2 separate regions of the Callithrix jacchus genome follow, and region 1 is linked to region 2. Evidence: chromatin contacts called from public Hi-C data. All regions are on one chromosome and are shown on one strand. Each heading gives the region's core, a stretch centred on a gene start, on an enhancer-like site or on the middle of the called end of the contact. The rest is flanking DNA. Distances are from core to core; before and after follow the strand shown.

Region 1 (5,799 bases), core at 1,396-3,895, 120 kb after region 2:
CCTCTCTGTTCAGCCACACACGTTTTGTCTTCCTTCCAAGAGCCAGCATGGGGAGGGGAGCTCTCAAGAAGTGTGGGGCCATGGGGAGGGGTAGGGAGACTTTCCTGGAAACAGAGAGGTCCCTGGGAGTCCCTCAGTTGATTTCCTTGGCTGTCTCCACAGGGGTCAGGCCATAATGTCTCCCAAGAGGCGCTGGCCATTAAGCGGATGCTGGAGATGGGAGCCGTCAAGAACCTCACGTCCTTCTGACCTGGGCGAGAGCTGTAGCCTGTCGGTTGCCTACTCTGCTGTCTGGGTGACCCCCATCTGTGGCTGTGGGGATGCCCGGTGCCAGTATGACCCACTTGGACTCACCCCTTCTTGGGGAGGGAGTCCCGGGCCTGGCCAGGTCTGAGATGAGGCCATGCCCCTGGCTGTTCTTACGGAGCCGAGATCCAGTCAGGGTGGGGGCGCTGGGGCCACGGGAGCCCCGCCAGGGCAGGGGGCTTGTTGCTGTGGAACCCCCTCTCTGCCAGCACCAAGAGATTATTTAATGGGCTATTTAATTAAGGGGTAGGAAGGTGCTGTGGGCTGGTCCCATGCATCTAGGAAAGAGGCCAGTAGAGTATTCTGCCCACTTTTTGTAAAAACCTACAGCTGATGGCCCCATCAAGGCCTAGACCCAGCACCTGACTCCCAGGAGGGCAGGGCATTGGGAATGGGTGGGTGCCCTCCAGAGAGGGGCTGCTACCTCCCAGCAGGCATGGGAAGAGCAGTGGTGTGGGGGTTCCACCGAGAATGGAACCTTACCTAGAAAAGAGTTTACAAACCTACCATTAAACTATTTTTCTTAAAATGGAAGCAGTTGTGATTTCCAGTGTCCTTTCAGGTTGGGGAAAGCATGGGGCAGGGTGTGGCAGTTGGCAGGCTTGTTAGACCAGAGCAGGGCATGGTCACTCAGGGAATAATTACTTATTGAGTCCAGTGTTGTGTGCCCAGTCATGCATTACCACCCTGGCATAGCGGGAGAGTGAGGTGGTGCTCACAGCAGCCCTGTCTGCAGACACCCAGCCTGGCACCCTGCATCCTAGTTTTACTGCCCAGGGGAGGGAGGGGCTGGAGAATGCCAGATGGGAGTGGCAGAGCCCTCTCCCACCTTCCTTCCTCTCTCCCACACCATTCTTCAGTTACCCAAATCTCATGCTTGGGAGGTTCATGTTTTAAGGACAGGGGTGGGGTCAGACAAAGAAAGCCAAGTTTCCCTTCTCAGATTAACTGAGAACCAGAAAATGGAGTTTATGGAAGGTCTTGCCAGCAGCCCAGGCTGCCAGTGATGGGGTGGGCAGTCCTGGAGGGCAGCGTCGAAAGGATTTGGCAAGGCCTATCAGCCAGTTGTCGGGCCAGGAGATGAAACAGTTTCTTTCCTAGGTCTTTAGAATCATAACAATCCTGCCGTTTGCCTGTCTCTCCCGCCTTCGTTCTCCATCTTCCCAGATCCTGCTTAGCTGCCAACTGGGCTTCCTGCCACCCCACAGCTGTTCCTTTACATCTGGAGCCAGGAGAGAGAGTTGGAACTCCCCCCTTGGGGAATGGAACTGGCAGCTGTGTTCCTGGCTTTCTCGGAAAGAGTTGCAGCCTTGAGGTTTTGAGACAAGCCAGGCTGGGACGGGACAGATAAAGAGAGGCAGCAATTTGGGAAGAACAGAGGAAAATGACACTTCTCCACAGAGTGTTGGACTGGCCTTGAGGACACCCACCTCATCCCCCAGAACGGACCCAAGGACCCTCCCAGGGAACAGAAGTTCTGCTCTCTCAGTCTGGTTGCTTTGCTAGGGAAGAGGGGGCTTCTGAGAGTAAGTAGAACCCCAGCATCTGCAGCCCCAAGCCCCCTCCCCTCCACAAGGGCAAACTTTATCTTGAAGACTTTGTCCTGGGGAGGGATCTTGCAGACAGCAGGGGTTGTGAGTGTGTGGGGATCTGAATTCTGCTCATCCCTGATGCGTCCCCAGCTGCTGCTCATGCAGAGATGCAAGGGAGTGTCGGTTTCCCCACCCAGGGCCATTGAGAATGGCTGTCTGCACATATGATCCAGCTGGCCTGGACTGAGGTCACGGCTTGTTACTGAACGTGCCTAAACTCAAGCCAGACTCCGGCACACAGGGGTGGGTCAGACCCCTCCAAACTCCACACATGCACACATATAGACATGGGAGCATTTTACATTCTTGGTGGGTTGTGATTCTGTGTGCAGACGGTCCTTCCTGCTCACATACTGAGAAGACTGAGTGTGGGGTGTGTGTACACCCAAATAGGCCATTGTTTTGCTTGGGGGTTGGGGATAGCTTTCTCCAAGGTGCCCCATATCCCACACAGATTGAGACAATACTGGCCAAGGGTCTGAGCTGAGAGTGGAGCTTTGATGTGGGGCTGCTGGATGGGGTTCTTTGGTTTTCTGGGAAAGGGAACTTTCAGCCTTCAATTAGCCCAACCAATGGGAATGAACTGCCTGCCAGCCTGCCTGGGACTGATTAGACCATGCCCTGGGAAAGAGGGGAGAGAACAGTAGGGCACGTGTTGGAGGGCAAGTCGGGAGATCGGGGTTCTTCTCCAGCTCCGTCGCCTTATTTTGTAAGCCCGTGGGCCGGTCATTTCTCTGCAACAAGAGGGTGGGTCCAGCCAAGGAGGGCCGCTTATCTCAGAATTACCGAGGGAGACTTGGGAATGCAGATTCCTGGGTCTCACCCAGGCTGCTGGGGACAGGACCCACGAATCTGGAATTTCCCCAAGCACCCAGAACCACTGCTCTAGGAATCCGGACTCAAGGATCATCGCACGCGCCTCTCGACTCTACGGTCTGCGTGTAAAGCCTGCGCTAATCCCCAGTGTCCTTGAGCGGCGTTAATTAGGCGCTCGCGCAGTTTCCTCCCCGGGCGGGCGGGGAAGAGAGGAGCTACTGATCTGGACCGCCCCGCCCCGCCCCGCCCCGCCCCGCCCCGAGCAGCGCATGCGCGGTCCACCCAGGCGCCGAGCTGACCCCCGCGGCCGTGGGAACTCGCCTGGAATGTCGCAGGGCAGGCAGTTCTTCCCCCAGGTTGCCGGCCTCCGCCCTGGGCCTTTCGGGACGCTGGCCCCGGCGCCCCACCTCCGGCGAGCCCGGCTTCTTCCTGGCAAGCGGCCCAAAGCCTTAGCGACGACTCTGGGGAGGCCGGGCGGGCTGGGGGGCCGCGCCCCTCCGAACTCTCGCTGGGCCTCTGTCATGCGACCTGCTTTGGATTCAGCGCAGAGGCGAGGGAAGGTGTGGAGGCGGAACCGCCCGCGGCTGCAAGGGAGTGGAAGAGCTCTGCCCCATCGAATTTAGACTCCGGAAGTCCACAGAGGGTAAACTGAGGCCCGGAGGGAGTAGAGACTCCCAGCTCCACCACCTTGCTGGGCAGGATAAGGGTCAAGGTCTGTAGCGCAGGAGCACATTTAAATGTTACTCTGTGTTCACATCACATGGTGTGCCTTAATTTTGGACACTAAAGATTTTATTTACATTTTCCAAGGACATAAATACATTCTGTTGCTTTCCTCCAGAGGCTGCGTAGCCTACGAAGAGTTTGAGCTTGGAAGCAGGTTTTTGTGGGAGGCAGTGAGGTGCGTTCCACACCAAATAGGGACGGTTGGGCCGTGAGTTCAACTCCCTGCTCTGTCGTTTAATTAGGTGAGTCAACCTCTGCTTCTCCAGCTGGAAAATAGTGATTACTCATGTCTCTCTCTCACAATGAGGTTTTAAGGACCTAATGGGAATATGATCATAAAAACATTTTGTAGACTGTAAAGTATGATATCAATATTAATTGGAAAACTGCCTTGCATCATGGAAAATGCCAGAGGGTATGAAACAGGTGAGGTACATTTGTAGTGCCAAATACTTGCCTAGGTAGTGAGTAACATGGCTGGTTACAGAAAAGCCTTTGTCTTCAAATCACCCACAAGCTAGGTAGGGGAAAGTAAGACATCCGTGAAATGACTCCAACACAGGCTTTGCATAATCAAACCATGAACAGTGTTTAAATTGCTTTCTATCAGTGGTTTTCTGTTTTTTTTTTTTTTTTCGAGACAGAGTTTTGCTCTTGTCTCTCGGGCTAGAGTACAATGGCATGATCTCAGCTCACTGCAGCCCCCCGCCCCCCACTGCCACCGGTTCAATCGATTCTCCTGCCTCAGCCTCCCTGGTAGCTGGGATTACAGGCGCTCACCACCACACCGAGCTAACTTTTGTATTTTTAGTAGAGATGGGGTTTCACCATGTTGCCCAGGCTGGTCTCAAATTGCTGACCTCAGGTGATCCGCCCGCCTCGGCCTTCAAAGTGCTGGGATTACAGGTGTGAGCCACGCGCTTGGCTATTAGTGGTATTCAAGTTGAAGTCGGACGCCCTTAGGGATTGAGGTTTCTTGGGAGACACTATCCATTTCAGTTGTACCTAGCATGCCACAGTAGCTTCCTAAACAAAGGTTGAGAAGTGTAACTTGAGTTTGTAAGCTCTATTCTAAACTCTCCAACCTTTTTGAAGTCTTCATTATAGTTTCGGAAAACTGTTAGTTTCCAACATTTCCATGATTCTGTACCAGATGTGGTTCCAAGAAATAAGACCTTCTTTCTGACATAAAAGTTTAAAGAGGAGTATGCAGGTGGTGTGGGTGTAGGTGTGTGTCTGTAGTTATAGTCGATTTTCCTGTCCAGTTCTTTCTCACTGAGTCTGTCTCTCTTGTTAGAGATTTTTGGGATCCTGCACCCAATAAATAAGACAAAGAGATGAACTTTAAGTCTCATTAGATGACAGATTATGGGAAGGCTGTACTTCCTCACTTAAAGGGACTGAAGATGGTGTGAAGCAGCTGAAAGAGACCACAGTGCTTAGAGGGTTATTACAAAAGGGCTTGGCAAAAATTTTTTAGAGAAAAATGAACTTTGAGAGGCAGGTGCTGTTTTTTTGCCCCATTTTGGGCTCCCAGGGAAGGCTCACAGTTTAAACATCCACATCCTGAACAGAGACATAGCTTCCTCTCAAGAGCCTTGGAAGGTTGGGAGGGTGGAGTTGGGTGGAGAGAATGAGAGCAGCATCAGATGTTGAAACAACCCTAGGGGATTGGAGTTGGAATTGCTGAACTGAGCTAGTCCAGAACCATCTATCATTCTGAGTCTTCCCAAGACTATTTACACACATCACCAACTTTCACACTTAAGGGATGTCTCCCCGTTTCTTTTCTTACTATGCATAAAGCTAGTGGAATCTGGTTGGAAATATCCCTCAGGTCTGTGCTGTTTTTCTCAGTGAATCTCTGTTGCACTGATGGAGCCCTTGCATGGCAGGAGAGCTAGAGAAACTTTTTTTTTTTTTAATTTTTTAATTTTTGAGACAGAGTCTCGCCCTGTTGCCCAGGCTGGAGTGCAGTGGTGAGACCTCAGCCAACTGCAAACTCCACCTCTCCTGTTCAGGCGATTCTCCTGCCTCAGCCTCCGTAGTAACTGGGATTACAAGTGCCTGCCACCACACCCGGCTAATTTTTTGTATCTTTAGTAGAAACGGGGTTTCACCATGTTGGCCAGGCTGGTCTCAAATCCCTGACCTCGTGATCCGCCTGCCTCAGCCTCCCAAAGTTCTGGGATTACAGGTATGAGCCACCACACCTTGCCTGAAACTTTGACATTTATATTAAAAGTCAAATAGGACGCCATTATCTGAAAATTCTGCCTGAATTATTATTATTTTTTTTTTTTTTGAGACGGAGTCTTACTCTGTCGCCAGGCTGGAGTGCAGTGGCGCAATCTCTGCT
Region 2 (5,419 bases), core at 1,852-4,351:
TCAAACACTTGCAAAGTGGCTAGTGAATTTTAAATGTAATTAGTTTTAACTGTGCTGCCATAAAGATTCCTTAAACTCTGAGGTTTAGTATTTAATAGGAACTCTAGTAGCTGAGGCTTCCTATTAGCTCATCTTTTCCTTGAACCAGGCTTTTTTTTTTTTTTTGACATGGAGTTTTGCTCTTGTTGCCAAGGCTGGAGTGCAATGGTGCAATCTCAACTCACCACAAACTCTGCCTCCCAGGTTCAAGTGATTCTCCTGCCTCAGCCTCCCAAGTAGCTGGATTACAGGCATGTGCCACCATGCCTGACTAATTTTTGTATTTTTAGTAAAGATGGGGTTTCTCCATGTTGCTCAGGCTGGTCTGGAACTCCCAACCTCAGGTGATCCACCTTCCTCAACCTCCCAAAGTGCTGGGATTACAGGCATGAGCCACCATGTCTGGGGCATTCTTACTATTTTTTTTTTTTTTTAAGAGACAAGGCCTTGCTCTGTTGCCCAGGCTGGAGCGGAGTGGTGTGATTATAGCTCACTGCAGCCTCAAACTCCTGGGCTCAAGTGATCCTCCCGCCTCAGCCTCCTGAGTAGCTGGGACTACAAGTGTGAGTTGCCAGGTGGGGTTTGAGCCAGGCTTTTTGAAGAGCAGAATTCTGGTTTTATATTTTAATCAAAATTATACCCATATTAATGAATTTTTGCCAATAATGAATACATTTCTCTACAATTTCATTTCAAATGCTTCTGGTTTGCTCATTATATTTTAGCTACACAGGTCATTCTTATTTTTTTTGAGACTGAGTCTTGCTCCCTGTCACCTAGGGTGAAGTACAGTGGTGCGATCTTGGCTTACTGCAACCTGCACCTCCTGAGTTCAAGTGATTCTCCTGCCTCAGACTCCCAGGTAGCTGGGATTACAGGTGTACACCACCACACCCAGCTAATTTTTATGTTTTAGTAGAGATGGGGTTTCACCATGTTGGTTAGGCTGGTCTTGAACTCCTCACCTCATGATCTACCCCCCTCAGCCTCCCAAAGTGCTGGGATTACAGGTGTGAGCCACTGCACCCAGCCCATTCTCATTTTTAAAAAATGTCAAGCACATAACTGCTCTAGGGTCTCTGACAATCTAATATTTACTCTGCCTGGGCTCTTCATATGGCTGGTTCCTTCTCATCATTCAAGTCTCAGCTTAAATGTCAGTCACCTTTTGAGAGGTCCGAGATCATCTTATCTAAAAGGCTTGACCAGGCATGGTGGCTCACACCTGTAATCCCAGCACTTTGGGAGGTGGGCAAGTCACTTGAGGTCAGGAGTTTGAGAACAGTCTGGTCAACATGGCAAAACCCGTCTCTAATAAAAATGCAAAAATTAGCCAGGCATGCTAGTGCATGCCTGTAATCCCTGCTACTCAGGAGGCTGAAGCAGGAGAGTCGCTTGAACCAAGGAGGCAAAGGTTGCAGTTAGCCAAGATCACACCACTGTAACTCCAGCCTGGGTGACAGAATGAGACTCCGTCTCAAAGAAAAACAAAAGGGAGGGCTCCTATCCCAGGATCTTCACACTGTCCAGTTTTGTTCTATTAAGAGCACTTAATCATTATCTTGCTTATGTCCCATACCCCATTTGAATATACATTTTGTGAAAGGATACTTCCTCTGTCTTGCTCAAAACTGATAGTGGCTGGCACATGGAAAATGGAGACCTGGAGAGGTTAAGTGACTTCTCCAAAGTTGCACAGCTAGTCAGTGTTGGGACCCGACTTCATGCCTCTCAATTCTGGGCTCCTTTTGCGAAAACATAGCTACTCCACTGAAATTCCCTTCCTAATGGCAAAAAAAGTCCAAAAAAAAAAAAAAAAAGCCAAGAAATTTTCATAAAATCAGGGTCTTGGAGTCAAGCAGGTTTTGTCATTGCCATTTGTCCTCCAGGATATTTTTTTTTACTAGTCTTGAATACAGTTTACAACCTCTTTTTGTATATTCTCAGAAGGTGAGGAATGGATCCAGGAAACCTGTGGACAGATGACAAATTTTTTTTGTTGTTGTTGAAGATAATTATTCTAGATCCTAAGTCTCCCCTAATAATGCTTTCTGCATCACACACAAATGTCTTTTATCCAACTCCTAATCTATATTTCTGGTAGAAAAAATCCAAAATTCAAACTAACACATGGTACACTTTGTTACTGAACAAAAGCTGACCGTAAATTGCACCTTGTTGCTAATGTTGAAAATGACTGAAACGATGTTAAGTACGAACTCTTAACAAAATTTAGATCTGTCAACACCACGGAAAAAAGGGCTAACTAGAAACAATGGCCACCAAGCAAACTCTCAACAGCGGAAGTTACCAGTAATAATGTTACATGGCAAAAAAAAAAAAGAGAAACGAAACCCTTGGAGACGAATCATACCGCGAATCTTATCCCCAGGGAAGAAGGGCAGAAATACAGGCAAACTAGATAGAGAGGAGGGGTATGCCTCCAGCCCAGAAATAAGTGGGTGATGGAAATGGTTCTTCTGGCCCTGTTCGTTTTCCTTTCTTTTCAGTAGAAAAGTGCTGAGTCTACAAAGAAAAAAACCGAACAGGATGAAAAGTAAAGCAATGAAAACGGGGGAAAAATGGAAATGGCTTAAATACTCGGTATAAAAAAAGCGACCAAATTATAAAGTGGGCTCACGGATTTGCGTCAGAAACGTTACTTGCCCGACAACTGGTCAACGTCGGTGTAAGTATGATTAAAATGTCAGCATTAAAACAAGGTCTCCAACACTCCCGTGGCTCAAGGAGGTCTTCGGCTACAGCTCCCGAGCGTGGGCCTGGAGGTCCCTATTCCCTGCGCTAGCACATCTAGCCCGCGGCTTTCGGGACTCTCAGCCTTCTTTTCCCTTCTCTCAGGGCCGGGCGGCACCGCAACCAGGCCAAAGGCAGTAACTTAGTTGAAAGGAGCGCCCTAAGACAGGTCAGAAGGCTCCGCCATACGCGGCCCGCAGCCACAGGAGAAGTCCCCAAGCCGGGTACTGGGAGTTGGCGTCCCAGCCCAGCCAGCCAGCCAGCCAGGCTCGAGCGAAGGGCGTGGCCAGCGCGAAGCGCGCAGGCGCACACCGCCTCCCGGGCAGCATGGCGGACGCAGAGCCTCAACCTAGCAAGAGAAAGCGCGAGCTGGACTTGGAGGAGGCACACGCCGCCAGCACCGAGGAAAAGAAGGCAGACGTTGGAAATGGTACCTGTGCTCCTGTCCGCTTACCGTTCTCCGGCTTCAGACTGCAGAAAGTGCTGAGGGAGTCTGCGCGGGACAAAATCATTTTCCTACACGGAAAGGTACCAGGAGGCATCCCTGGGGTGGGATGTGGATACCAGTGAGCCAATCATCACTTCGGAGGCGGATTTTTTTTTTTTTTCGGATCTCGACCGGAAAAAACCAATCATCACTCGGGGGAGGCGGAATGCGCCACTAGAATGCACAGAGGGGCGGTAAAAGGCGGCAAGATTGCCCTTGAAATTAAGGCAATGAATACATCTAGCTCTAATTTTTCTAAGTGTCTCCTTGACTAGAAATATCTACTAGGAGAGTGTATTGCAGATTAAAGATCACGTGTTACATTTCCCAAGCCATTCATCGTCATCCACTTATGTATACAGGGATTGGGGATCCAGTAAACGTTAGATGTCTTACACATCCCTGTCCCTGGAAACGACATGAGACTGTAGGAGATGTGATCTCTGCCTTACACGACTTCCGCCCTAATAGGAGACAATATATTATAATTGTTAATTCAGTTCTACACACGCATTTTCATGCATGCCAGACCCTCATCTAGGTACTGGGGATGTGGAGATGAAAGTTACCATCCCCGATCTTCAGGACTACGGAATATTTCTGGCGAGACAGATACACACAGCTTGCTCCAATACCAACATGCTCAGCCGTCTGGCAGGGGCTGAGGAGAGATGGAGACCATTCCAGGAACTAGTAAGGAGGCCCAACCAGGGCAGATATGGGGGTTCTCCAAAACTACTAGCAGGAACTCTCACCTTTGGGAGGATCAGGTAACCTTGGTTTAGGCTTCCATGCCTCTCTGTTTGTCTTTTTATTTTTGTTTTGTTTTTTTTTTGAGACAGAGTCTCTCCTCTTTGTCACCCAGGCTGGAGTGCAGTGGTGTGATCTCAGCTCACTGCAACCTCTGCCTCCTGGGTTCTAGCGATTCTCCCTGGCTCAGCCTCCCGAGTGGCTGGGATTACAGGCACCTGCCACCATGCCTGGCTAATTTTTTATTTTTAGTAGAGACAGAGTTTCGCCATGTCGTCTAATCTGGTCTCGAACTGCTGACTTCAGGTGATTTCCCCCGACTTGGCTTTCCTAAGTGCTTGGATTATAGGTGTGAGACACTGTGCTGGGGCTTTTTTTTTTTTTTTTTTTAATTAATGAGAGGTTTTTATGTTGCCCAGGCTGGCCTTGAACATGTGGCCTCCCCTCCTCAAGCATCAGGACAACAGGCCTGAGCCACTGAGGCTCCCTTCTTTTTTTCTTTTTTTGAGACAGAGTTTCGCTCTTGTTACCCAGGCTAGAGTGCAATGGCACGATCTCGGCTCACCGAAACCTCCGCCTCCTGGGTTCAAGCAATTCTCCTGCCTCAGCCTCCTGAGTAGCTGGGATTACAGGCACGCGCCACCATGCCCAGCTAATTTTTTTTGTATTTTTAGTAGAGACGGGGTTTCACCATGTTGACCAGGATGGTCTCGCTCTGTTGACCTCATGATCCACCCACCTCGGCCTCCCAAAGTGCTGGGATTACAGGTGTGAGCCACCATGCCCGGCCTTTTTTTTTTTTAATATGAGGTTCTGTCTGGTTTTCTCAGCCCAGCTGTCTTCAGTGTGCAGCACCTGCTGAAGGTGTTAGCCATGAGAGCCTTCGAGCTAGGAGTCACTTGCAAGACCCAGGTTCTAGTTTCTGTTTCAATGCTGACTGTTGATGTGACCTTGGGCAAGTCACTCAAGATCTCAGTTTTTCATCTTTTCTTCCGAAATGGGGAGAACTTGACAGATCTTGTAAGCCTAAAATGGAAGACAACTGAGAAGACTTGCATTTTGGGGAAGAAAAGTGTGAGAGCCACCACAAGGATTTGGGTTGAGATGCCTTCTCTGGTTGGGCACAGTGGCTCATGCCTGTAATCCCAGCACTTTAGGAGGCGGAGGCGTGCAGATCATTTGAGGTTGGGAGTTCAAGACCAGCCTGGCCAACATGGTGAAACCCCATCTCTACTAAAAATACAAAAATTAGCTGGGTCTGGTGGCTCACACCTGTAATCCCAGCACTTTGGGAGGCTGAAGTGAGTGGATCACCTGAGGTCGGGAGTTCGAGACCAACCTGACCAACATGGAGAAACCCCGTCTCTACTAAAAATGCAAAATTAGTTG

Evidence for each region. A called contact is a pair of places that touch in the nucleus more often than the background predicts.
Region 1: a contact with region 2 is called in a Hi-C map of skeletal muscle, with 1.9 times the contacts expected there. The contact joins the enhancer-like site here to the promoter of DCPS in region 2. A contact is called at or near these places in 3 of 3 Hi-C or Micro-C datasets (induced pluripotent stem cells and skeletal muscle).

The regions. Positions count from the first base shown.
Region 1 is chr10:26,078,881-26,084,679 of calJac240_pri, forward strand. It overlaps ST3GAL4 (ST3 beta-galactoside alpha-2,3-sialyltransferase 4), which reads left to right. Exons shown (of 11, transcript XM_078339789.1): 11 at 163-840. The coding sequence ends at 249. Among named protein-coding and RNA genes, the nearest start is that of ST3GAL4, 59 kb to the left of the region's middle. Within about 2 kb of position 2,646, at least 15 of the 16 cell types and tissues checked have an H3K27ac peak or open chromatin away from gene starts, as enhancers often do. A contact at or near this core is called in skeletal muscle, where this site is marked.
Region 2 is chr10:25,962,345-25,967,763 of calJac240_pri, forward strand. DCPS (decapping enzyme, scavenger) reads left to right here and starts at 3,102. Exons shown (of 5, transcript XM_035265032.3): 1 at 3,102-3,321. The coding sequence starts at 3,121. LOC103796071 (a long non-coding RNA gene) reads right to left here and starts at 3,355. Exons shown (of 2, transcript XR_623735.5): 1 at 3,248-3,355; 2 at 1,903-2,011.